Linked DNA regions of Mus musculus: regions 1 and 2 are each linked to region 3. A link is a contact called in public Hi-C and HiChIP or PLAC-seq data. All regions are on one chromosome and are shown on one strand. The core of a region is the stretch at or near the end of the contact, and the rest is flanking DNA. Distances in the headings are between cores, read along the strand shown. Region 1 has its middle 71 kb from the start of Trib1. Region 2 has its middle 32 kb from the start of Trib1. Region 3 overlaps Nsmce2 (NSE2/MMS21 homolog, SMC5-SMC6 complex SUMO ligase).

Region 1 (3,453 bases), core at 931-3,430, 310 kb before region 3:
TTCCCCAATTGGGCTCCCAGGAAGCAGAACCAAGCATTGCAGTTTCGGCAGAGAGCCGGAGGGGAAGGATGCTTTACAGCCAGGAAATGGTGCTGTTCTGTGGCCATAGGGAGATGCGGGAGCCATGGCATGTAGCTTATTCTGAGATACAGTGCAGAGCATGGCTTCTAGGGCAACAGTCTCTGTAAGAGAAGCCCTCTGCTTCCTTCCTCATTTTTCTTCTAAGCTAAGCCAAAAAGCAGCCAGCAATAGGGCCTGGCAGCCAAGAGGGCACTGAGTGACAGAGCAGCTTCAGACAAGGAGGACTGAAGTCAGTGCCGAGACAGTCAGCAGGGATACAATAAGGAGGTCCAGGCCCTGTCACAACAAGATTGACAGACCACACCCCACCCCACCCACGGGAGGCTGCGCAGCCTCAGCCTTCAGGATAGTAGGAGCACTGAAGGTCCCTGCAATCCCTCCAAGGCCCTGCTTTCTGGGCCGGCTGTCAGATCATTGGCCTTACCTTCCAGCTCTTTGCTTTCTAAGAGTTCCTTCCTCTTTCTGTGTTTACCCCACCCCACCCCCAGCCTGTACCCAGTTATCCCCAGCCCAGAGCTTGGGGTGACTTTCAGGAACCTGTCATTGTGAAAAACTCTAACCGCTCCTACCTTGTGTCTCTAACTACACGGAAGGAAGGAATAGGTCCTGTGGATCCGTGTAACAAGATGTCTAGAATAGACCTTCCCATCAGGAGGAAGAGACTATTACAGTCTCCTTCCAGCCCCCTGGTACCAACACTAATGCACACAGATTTCTGAAAGAGTCTGAGGGCAGGGCAGGCACAGAAGATACCCCCAAGTGAGAGTCATGTGCTAGACACAGCTTCTGCTGTTACTTACCTGCAGGACAAGAACTGTCAGCATCATTATGAAGCCAACTGCAGCCCTGCCAATCAATGGCTCACACTTTAAAAAACACTGTCACTGTTTAAAATGAGCTTGAGAGTACACTCCTTTTATGTATGGTTTAAAAATAAGGTTGAGAGGTGAGGTAAATTGCCCCCAGAGACACCCTGCTGACAATCAACACTGAAAATGAGGCCCAGGCAAGCCAGGAGTGGAAGTCAGTGCTCCCGCTATGTGGCTCTAAGAGACAATTTTAGGTTCCCCATCACTCTGATGAACTCAGCTCCAGATTAAAGATGTTAAGAGCCTACAAAGATGAGAGAAACATCCAAAATGGATGTTGGGTGTGGTAGGGGAGGAAGCTGATAGACAATCAGAGGCTCTGGAGAAGCCAGTAGCAGAAGGGACATGAAGGGGACCTCTAGAGATGTTTACCATGGGCAGCAGATGGGAGCTTTAGCGGACTTCCCATTTCAAGAGCATGAGGCAGCTCTGAGGAGAAGGGTTGGCAGCAGGCTCCTGATTTGGCTCCCAGGGTGTTGTGTGCCGGCCTGCGGCCTACTTGAACCGGGTACACCAGGGAGGCAGGCTGGGGCTGAAAGAGACTTAGACCAAGAGAGATTAATGGAGACCAAGACATGATTCTGTTTAAGGCCCGCCAGTTTACTAAGAGAGTCTACTTATAAAAGGGGGAGGCCCATGCCCCGCTAGTCCATTCTTGGTGTCTGGAGCCAGCCTGTAGGTGATGTGTAGAATAGCATGTTCCTCCAGAATGTCTCAGGGGCTTCTCAGCAGGTAGCAGTGTCTTGGGGAGAGCAGTGGTCAGCGGCAGAACAAAAGAGCCATCTAGGTCAGAAGGCTCCACCTTAGGTAATTTCCTTCTCAGTGGCAGCAAGGTCAAAGTCTGGATCAGCCTGCTTCAGGGCTGAGGGAGGCTACACTAGGGAACATGCCTCCATGCCCGCAAACACAGTGTGGGGGTCAGACTGCTGTTGACATCTAGTGAGGGGGATGGCAAAGGCTCCTGAATGCACAACCATGCACAGAGGGGAGGCCAGTCTGAAACAAAACATCCCAGGATATTCTCTCTCTCTCTCTCTCTCTCTCTCTCTCTCTCTCTCTCTCTCTCTCACACACACACACACACACACACACACACACACACACACACACACACACACCCTGGACCACTGAGGAGCCTTGTGGGAGCTGTCAGAATGGGAGGTGTAGATGCCAGCACCGTGAGCCCGATGAGAGACCAGGACACAGAGGAGGAAGTCGGCTGTGAAAATGGAGAGTGGACCCATGAGAGCTAACTGAGCTCAGGGTGAGTCAGATGTGGGGAACCAGGGAATCAGAACTTGCCTCCCACCCCTTTCACTCCCTCACCTCAGCCCTCTCTTTTCTCATCACACACCAACCTCTTACTTGCAGAACTGCCGTTGTTTCTCAGCCTCCTCAAACTGGCCTTTCCTCTCCACACTGATCCTGAAGAAACTGTTCTAAAGCCCCATACTGCTTGGGTTACACTCTTCCTCCAAATCTTCCTTGGCTCCCTAAGCCCCTCAGAATTAACATACACTATATTGATGTATGATCCCACCCTCCCATGAGTCCCAGACATTCCTCGTCTGCTATGATACATGCTTTTGATTGATGGTAGCAAGTACATGCCTCAGTCCCCTGAAGAGGCCTAGTTCCATCTGTAATCTGTGGTTCTCCAAACATAGGACTTTTCTGATCCACTCTCTTCAGCAGTGGACAGGAAACCAGACACTGGCCCTGAGAACATGCAGGGAAGAGACCTTCGGAGGTTTCTTTGCTGTGGAAGGCAATCCCTTGTCATCTACTACACAGGTCACACCTACAGATGACTCTGCTCAGCAGCAGCAGTCCTGTCTTCCTTCCTAAGAGGACATGGCCCCAGCATGACACCATGGTAGGTAACGTGGCAGATAAGAGAGAAATGATTTGCATGATTGAAATGATTGCTAAGTGCCCATACTGACCAAGCTGGAAGCATCAGGTCTTCAAAAGCCTTCCTGCACAGAACTAGGGTTCTTTGTAACTCATGACCAAACTGACATCTTGCTCGAGTCTTTGATGCAAACCCAGCCCCTTCATTCCCTGGTTCTGACTCATTCTGGCTTCTCACCTTCAGGAAACCTTGTCCTTCCCTTAGATAACAATAAAGATGCTACTTCCAGTGGATCCCCAAAGCAGAGGCCATATCTGCCTTCTCTATACTGGACCTGAGCTCCATCTGTGTGCTGCCACCCACCCAGCCTCCGCAGGTCTTCTGAGAGAGATCTCTGGTCCACTGTAAGACTGTGAGATTTTTGAGTGGGAGGACCCTATACCTGTGCACACTGAACCTCCCAGGCTTCCAGGGAGCTGAAAAGCCTGCAGTTGGAAGTTCTGGCCTTGACGTCACCACAAAGATGGACGGTAAACCTAGAATTAGAAGCAGAAATAAGTCATTTTCTAAGTAGCTTTTTGTCATAGTATTTAAACACAAGAGAAAGGAAATTAGAACAAGGAATTTGGATGGGTGTGGGAAATGGGA
Region 2 (3,870 bases), core at 905-3,404, 270 kb before region 3:
AATGGCAGGAGTCCAAGTCCAGATGGCAGGAGTCCAGTAATCCAAGATGGCTACAGCAGCAGAAAACGAAATTGATACATAATTTTCTAATACTGTAATGCACAAAAATAACAGGTCAAATGTGTAGGCTGACTCTAAGTAAACAGTGGTCCAACGGCAGCTTCAGTATCCCCCATTTCTATGTGATTTTAACCTTACACATTTTCATCCACAGCTGAGCCCATATGAAAGAAATCAATCCTGGGATGCAAGAAATAAAGAGAAAACTCGAATCCAGTGAAATGAAGACATGAAGCTAGCTGAAGACAGGAAATGTGGGGCCAGGTACATGCATGGCTAGCTTGGGAACAGAAGACACGGTCACAGAGCCTCAGGGCATGGAGCCCTGAAACTGAGACCTTTATAGAAAGTCAGGACTCTGACTGCTTCTCTTTTTTATTTATTTAATGTGCCTTGGTATTTTGACTGAATTCATCTATGTAAGGATGTCAGCCCCTGGAACTGGAGTAAAAGACAGTTGTGAGCTGCCATGTAGGTACTGGGAATTGAACTTGGGTCCTCTGGAAGAGTAGCCAGTGCTCCTAACCACTGAGCTATCTCCCCAGCCCCCAACTGCTTCTTAAAGGCACAATGAGAATAAGTGCACAGCTGAGGATGTGTCGAGACTGCCATTAGATGTTTTTAAAAGTCTGTTGTGGGGCTGGAGAAATGTCTTAGCAGTTAAGAGCACTGACTGCTCTTCCTGAGTTCAGATCCCAGCAACCACATGGTGGCTCACAACCATCTGTAATGGGATCCAATGCCTTCTGGTGTGTCTGAAGACAGCTACAGTGTACTCATATAAATAAAATAAATAAATATTTACAAAAAAAAATTTTTAATCTGCTGTATTTTGCCTGCACATACGTCGAGCCTCTTGCAGAGTCCAGAAGAGGAACTGGAGTTACAAGCAGGTGTGAGCTGCCATGTGGGTGCCAGGAATTGAACCCATGCCCTCTGGAAAATCAGCCACTGCTCTAAACCTCTTAGTTATCTCTCTGATTCCCATGGCACAAATATTAGACTGAAGCCCAACACTAGAAATGCAGAGACAGGTGGGTCTCTTATGATCTTATGAGTTTGAGGCCAGGCTGGTTTACACACTGAGTTCTAAGCCAGCCAGGGCTTATATAATGAACCACTGTGTCAAAAATACCAAAACAAAACAAAACAAAAAAAAAAAAAATCCCTCTTCCATGTTCCCTTATCTGTGCAGCAGCCAGAAGATGCCGCCCACATTTAGGGTCCACCTTCCCACTTCAAATAATCTAATCAAGAAAACCCTCACAGGAACACTTGGCACCTGGTCTTATTGATTCCAGACACAGTTAAGTTGAAAAACCAAGATTAGTCACCTCAAACTCTATACTTGACTTGGATACATTTTATTTATGTAAGTTCTATCATGAAAAATACTATTGCTGAGCCAGTGAGATGGTTCAGTGGGTAAAGACGCTTGTAACCAAATCCCCAGGACCCATAAAATGGAGGAAGACAATGGACTCCCACAGAGTGTTCTCTGACTTCTACGTGCGCACACACGCGCTCAAGCACACGCTCGAATAAAATGTAAATAAAACCCTCAATTAAAATAAAATTGATAATACAAATACCATAAAAATCAAAAATGGAAAAAGAAAGGCTTGGCTTGAAGATGAAAAACGGGGACAAAGTTAATTTAGAAGGCTCAGAGCAGTCACTTGATCAAGAGGAACCTCATACTGGACTCCAGGCTTCCCAGAAACCAAAGCGAAAAGAGGAAAAGAAATATGCACATCTTCCATGTCCATAAGAGTGAGAAAGGGGAAAAAAATCAGTGTTGGTAAAATAAAATCCACTCATAGAGAAAAGTTACCTTTTGAGTTTTATGTGGAACCCAGAGAAGGAAGTGACTCATTCGGCTGAAAACCAGGAAATGCTACAAAGGGAGAAAGAAAAGAAAAGGAAAAAAATAGCCCTTGCTGCTCTGGGAAGGCTGGATAAACGGGGGTGGGCTCAGCCTTGGAGTGGGAAATGCCGGCTTAACTCATTTCCTAGCCGCCCTGCAGCTCCACAGAGGCACCGCAAGAGGTCAAGGTCTCAGTAAGCAGGAAGGAGGCTGGGGCTGAGTGCCTCGGGCTGTTTCTACAGAGCCCGAGGACAGGATGGTCACTCCAGGGCAAGCCGTTCACGGTTCACCAGTGTCCATAGACCCATGCAGCCTGGGTCAAACCTCAGCTGTGTCCTGTTCCGGAATGTCCCAGAGACATCCAGCCTGTCGTTACTGGTCAGTGGGTAGGAGAGGGAAGCTGGTCCCCCAGGGCTGGCAAGAGAATCTGTAACCCAGGCAGACCAGGTTAGGATTTCTGAATCCTGGTTCCTTCGAGTCCCAATCAGCTGAGGGCTGCCCCTGCCCACAGGGTGACCTCTTCTCGAGCCGAACCGGAGGTTTCCTGGTCTTGGTGAACTGCCCACACTCGGGAATGCGCTACTCCGGAGACGGAGCCTGTGTGTCAGCTCTTTTCCCACATTCAGGGTTTACAGCTGACAGAAGTGTGTTTCAACAGGATTTGCTGAGAGAAGATGAGGCCATAATCCAGGAAACTGCCCTGATAAATCACCCATAAACTAACCCGTGTGCTAACGGAGCATTCTGGAACGTTCTTCATTTGGAACGGGAAGTGTTGGGATTTAAACAAGACTAAAGCGGAAAAGGTTGCACCAGAGGGAAGAGCAGCGATGAGCTGCTGTGAGGATACCACACCCCACATTTGCTTTTTCCTTAGTTCACAAAACCATTCCACACCTGTCCCCCAAACCCCAGGGCTCACTGGGGGGTGAGAGTCACAATGCTGTTCTCTGGCAATTCATCCTATGATGTCACATCTCATTTGATCCCAGAAGGAAAGCTCTGAGACCCGACTTCTTAGAGAGGAATTAATAGCTTTTTGCTAGAGTTCTCTTGGGGAGATCCTAGAAGCTCACTCTGACAGGGCACCAGCCCCTTTGCTCTCATCTCTGTACCCTTGCCCTTCTAATCCTTCTTGCCTGGGACAGTGGGTTTCCAAAGTGACAACAGAACTGTCCCAAGCAAGGCTCTGTCCCCAGCCTATGAACTGTAGGCTTTCCTCGTATGCTGTAGGTTAGCAGGCCTGGAACAGATTCTATAGAAGGCCTTGTTCCTTCAAGTCTGTGTTTGACACAGTGCCCTCCAGGTGGGGCCTGCAGCTCTCCAGACTGAGCAAGAAGATCAGGGTGCCCACTGTTCACCCATTGGAGTGCCAGCTCTGTCAGGGATATATTAGGTGCCAGGGAAGTTCTTAGAGATCCTCGCCATAGCTGTGCTCATATAGAACTCTGAGGTTTCCAAGAACTGTCAGTCAAGCCTCCCACAGCAACTCAAGACAGACTCTAAACTCTGTGTGGACAGGGAAACTGAGATGTAGAAAGAGCTACCGGTCACAGGGCAAACAGCAGTCAAACTAGCCAGGAGTTCGGGCTATCAGTCTGGAAAGGCAGGCAACCCTACAACCCTCCTCCACTCGTCTCCTCGACCTCTAGAGTTGTTTCCTACCCTGCTACATGGCTCAGGCTTCTAGAACAAGGCCCCAGGGCCACACCGTGAGGATTTGTGGTTCGGCTACTTACTGGTTAAACAGTCGTGGGTGGATTACTTAACTGTGTACCAAAGTTTCCTCATCTATAGCACTGATACTGGCACAAGCCATACACACGGCATGTCAGAGACAGGAGCTAGGAAGAAGTATGACCCCAAAGGCCACACCCTGTGTGCCTTACTCAGTGTTCAAATGTAGGGCAGATGCTTCGTAGATCTGAGGCTTCCTCTTGGCC
Region 3 (3,856 bases), core at 1,202-3,701:
AAAATAAATGCTTCCCCCAGGTTAGACATACACTAAGTTTTAACACAGAGAAAGCATCTTTTCCCATCCTCACATGTAGTTTAAAGTGCTATGACAACAGTCACGTCACCGACTGAATGCTAGGAGAACATCAGCCAAGTCCAGATGCTGAAAAATCAAGGGTACACGAGTCTAAACACTAGCAACCAAGCACACAGACAGAAACTACTACAAACTTCCTGTCAGGTCACAAAGAGAACTATAGAGAAATGGTGGGGAACAAGAGTCCTACAAAAAAACCTAAGCAGCACTCATGATCAGAAATAACTTTTATTACATATATCTAATTGCTCTCCCCCAGGTAAACAAGGTCTGAGAGAAGTGGGAATATTGAAATTCCTTCAATATGTCATCCTACAAATGTATTAGATCCAACCCTTTCTCTCAGTAACTGAATGAATCTACATGAACTTAATGAATATTGATTTCCAAGCCAATGCACACATGGAGAAGACCCACGGGAGCAACTCAAGGCCTCTGGGAAACCTGTCACCTGGCACATTAATTAAGAAATTGTTCCAAGAAGTTAAAGTTAGTACAACTAGCTGAAATATGTCCCCCTACCTCCACCCCAGCAAACCAAGTCCAGAGGGCACAGATAATCCCTGCTTTGCACTATAAAATTCTAGCTGTCTGTAAGCATGCCAGCATTAGGCTGTTCTACAAACCTACCCAACAATGCCAATCAGACCTATTTCTAACACTATGCAGAACCACTGTAGCCTGCACGACCTCATGTACATTATTAAGTGTGGCTTAGTCCAGAAAGAGCCACAAAACAACTCATCCCTTGAGGACAGTTTCTGTTTGTTTTTGTTTTTCCTACTCAGGGGCAAACTCCCAAAAAAACAAAATAAAACAAAACAACCCCCACCCCAAGACAAAGAATAACAGAATCACTGGAAGAAGGCTTCATTTTAGAATGAAATACTCTCATGCTTACATAATTGGAGAAGTCTCTAACTGGATGAAGCTGGCCTGCTTATGGTTTTCCTAAAGGCAGACAAACCTATAATTATGCAATCTCAGCAGCCACGCTATTCATTAGACACGTCATCTGTTACTCAATGCTAAAATGCACCAACAGCAATAACTCTTACTATTCCCTGCTTTGAAGCACTGAAAGAGCATTGAAGGTATATTAAGCAGAAATGGGTGACTTAGTGCTAGAATCAAACCCAACTTCAAACAAAATTTATAGGCTTTAATGAGAGGAAGATAATGGGCTGAGGCGGGAACAAATATGAATGTTGAAGGCGAAACCATAGCCACTGATGCCAGTTGTCCCGGTGTAGAAGAGCGTGGCAAAAGTAGAGACTGGTCTGAGAAAGGAGGGCAGGAGGCAAGTAAGCTGCTTTTATGGACATGGACTCTTAAGGAGGAATAACTTCCAACTTGTGGCTAAGAACTAGGTGACAAGCATGGCAATATGCTGTCTTTATGTAGCGCAGTATGGGAGCATGAGATATTTATTTTCCCCATTCAGATGCAGTACTATCCAGGGTTGACTCATGCCTGTTTGTTCAGTATTTTCTAAGCCACTGGTTGAAAAGCAGAAGCAGGTGGGGGAAGCAGTTCTTATCATGGCATATCCTTGTCCACCTGGTCATGATCAACAGAGCAACCCAACTGCCATTCCAGACCGGCAACCAGGTCAGTGAGGGAGGGGGGGTAAGAGGTACACTTCTGGACCTACTTATTCTAAACAGGGCCTTCCCTAACCACAGGGGTGCTGTGCCTGCAGCCCATGGAATAAACTTCCCTGAGGTCCAGCTCTGGGGGTTGGGAAATAGAGCTGAAAGTCACTCACAGTCTCTAGGCCTTTACTAGCCCAGCCTTCACTAAAACATCAAAATGTAGGCTTTGCCCTCCTTGTCTCTCCAAGCAAACCACATACAAAGACCTTGAACTTCACTACACCTCACATGGATTTCTGAGGTGCCCTTGTTGAAAGCTCCCTATGATCTCAGATATAAGGTCCCCTCTCTAACATCTCTCTACTGTCCAGAAGAGGACCTAGTATTCCAGCTCTTATCAACCCATAAAATCTCTTTACTTTTACAAGTAGGACATGTGTGCACACACACACTAGAGAGACACACCCTCAAGACAAATGTCACCTACTTATTCTTCCCACCTGCATATCTAATCAGCTGCACGGCTTTGTCCAGGGTCAAGCTGCTTTCTAAAGTTTTGTTCTAAACAAACAACAAGAAAACTGTGGGATCAGGTTAATTTTTCTATTCTACAAAGCCACACACAAGCATGTCTGAACAGAAACAACCAATTACATGGAGTTGATTAAATTCAGCAGCATGTATTTTATTAGTGACTTACCAAGCTAAGACAAAGCAGACATTTAGTGTTGCTAAGGATTGCTGACTGTGAGTCAACATGACTCACACACTTAGAAGAATCTGATAAACACGAAATGTCATTAAATACACAGACCATTTTGGCGAAGAAGAAGGATGGTGGCAAGGGTTGCCTGACTTTAGTTTAAATTCCTTAGACTAAATGGCACACACAGCCAGAAAAGTTTATTTTCTAAAGACTGGGAATAAGTTATTTCCAGATCTCTTTATATGAGAACTTGATTCTTCCATATTTTCTGTAAAAGACATTTACCTTTTTTTTTGAGAAATACAAACAGATGACAGTATAAACAATATTCTCAACTTCTGTGTCAAAATCAAACCAAAACCTGAATTCTCTGTAAACTCAGATCCAATTACCTACATCTAGTGACATCTATCTGTCTATCTGTGTGTCTCCTGACAGACAGATATTAAGCAATCTACACTCATCAGGAGTTGAATTTAATGACTTACTCAGTGCTTGAGCAATGTTTAATAGAAACTTGGTTACTTCTCACTACACTGAACTTCAAAGTTGTAATTATTCCTCCACACAGATATTAGTGTGGTAAAATTAAAACTGAATGCCCATGTTATAACTGCCTCCCACTAGAAGTAAGTGTGCAGTATCAGGTGTATGATATAACCAGTCAGCAGCTGGTTTCTTCCCAAAGTCCAGGAGAAATCCTGGAGGACTTTCCACCTTCCTGCCATCTGCCTCCCCACAGCCCTCCCATCACATAATAACCCAGACGTGGGAAGCTGCACACCACATAATTGAAGGGGCAGTCTGCTTGATTTCTTTCTTGTGGACTGTGTAGTCTTTGGAAAGACTGTTTCCACACCTCTATAATGGGTATCAGAATAGTACTGAAGGCTGGAGAGGTGGCTGAGTGGTTAAGAACACTTGTGATTCTTGCAGGGGACCAAGGTTCGATTCCTACCACCCATATGACAACTCAGGAAAGCCTATAACGCCTGATCAAGGAGATCTGATACCCTCGTAGGCCTCCATCAGCACCAGGAATGCATGTAGTGTACACTCATTTATGCAGGCAAATACTCATACCCATAAAAATAAAATGCAAACCTTTTAAAACAAGAAAAAGATAAAGAATAGTACCAAATTCATAAAGTTGTTAGCATGTAGGTACAGTGCTCAAAGAAGAGCCTGGCTTGGCATAAGCACTAACCAGCTATATTTTTAACTAAATCCATTACAGAGTAGATAGTTCATCTGCAAATATAACTAGTCCAAATCCTAAAATCATCTTGCCCTCAGAACTAAAAAGTTTCAGGTATATATTAACTTACAAAGCAACCAGCCGAACCCACAGAATTCAGACCTCAGTGAGAAGGGTTGCAGACACCCCTTTCCAAGTTCAGAAACTCCTTTACCTGCCAATGGTTACTGAGCACTTACTACACATCAGGCGGGGGAGATGCCTTAATGCAAGAAC

The links. Hi-C and Micro-C count contacts between places; a contact is called where the count stands out from the background. HiChIP or PLAC-seq counts read pairs in DNA pulled down with a chosen protein or histone mark.
Region 1: a contact with region 3 is called in a FOXA1 HiChIP or PLAC-seq map of pancreatic cancer cells. The contact joins two enhancer-like sites. A contact is called at or near these places in 3 of 484 Hi-C or Micro-C datasets (ECoMG-derived neutrophils, Th1 cells and nephron progenitors), 3 of 115 datasets of contacts at active chromatin or transcription factors (Th17 cells, fibro-adipogenic progenitors and pancreatic cancer cells) and 2 of 9 other capture datasets (bone marrow-derived macrophages and embryonic stem cells).
Region 2: a contact with region 3 is called in a Hi-C map of bone marrow-derived macrophages, with 25 read pairs. The contact joins two enhancer-like sites. A contact is called at or near these places in 2 of 484 Hi-C or Micro-C datasets (bone marrow-derived macrophages and effector CD8 T cells), 5 of 115 datasets of contacts at active chromatin or transcription factors (embryonic basal ganglia, embryonic stem cells, heart atrium and 2 more) and 1 of 9 other capture datasets (embryonic stem cells).

The regions. Positions count from the first base shown.
Region 1 is chr15:59,718,313-59,721,765 of GRCm38.p6, reverse strand. No RefSeq gene overlaps it. Among named protein-coding and RNA genes, the nearest start is that of Trib1, 71 kb to the right of the region's middle. Within about 2 kb of position 2,180, at least 17 of the 459 cell types and tissues checked have an H3K27ac peak or open chromatin away from gene starts, as enhancers often do. A contact at or near this core is called in bone marrow-derived macrophages and pancreatic cancer cells, where this site is marked.
Region 2 is chr15:59,679,110-59,682,979 of GRCm38.p6, reverse strand. No RefSeq gene overlaps it. Among named protein-coding and RNA genes, the nearest start is that of Trib1, 32 kb to the right of the region's middle. Within about 2 kb of position 2,154, at least 192 of the 459 cell types and tissues checked have an H3K27ac peak or open chromatin away from gene starts, as enhancers often do. A contact at or near this core is called in bone marrow-derived macrophages and pancreatic cancer cells, where this site is marked.
Region 3 is chr15:59,410,621-59,414,476 of GRCm38.p6, reverse strand. The region is part of intron 2 of Nsmce2 (NSE2/MMS21 homolog, SMC5-SMC6 complex SUMO ligase); the gene reads right to left. Among named protein-coding and RNA genes, the nearest start is that of Nsmce2, 38 kb to the right of the region's middle. Within about 2 kb of position 2,451, at least 110 of the 459 cell types and tissues checked have an H3K27ac peak or open chromatin away from gene starts, as enhancers often do. A contact at or near this core is called in bone marrow-derived macrophages and pancreatic cancer cells, where this site is marked.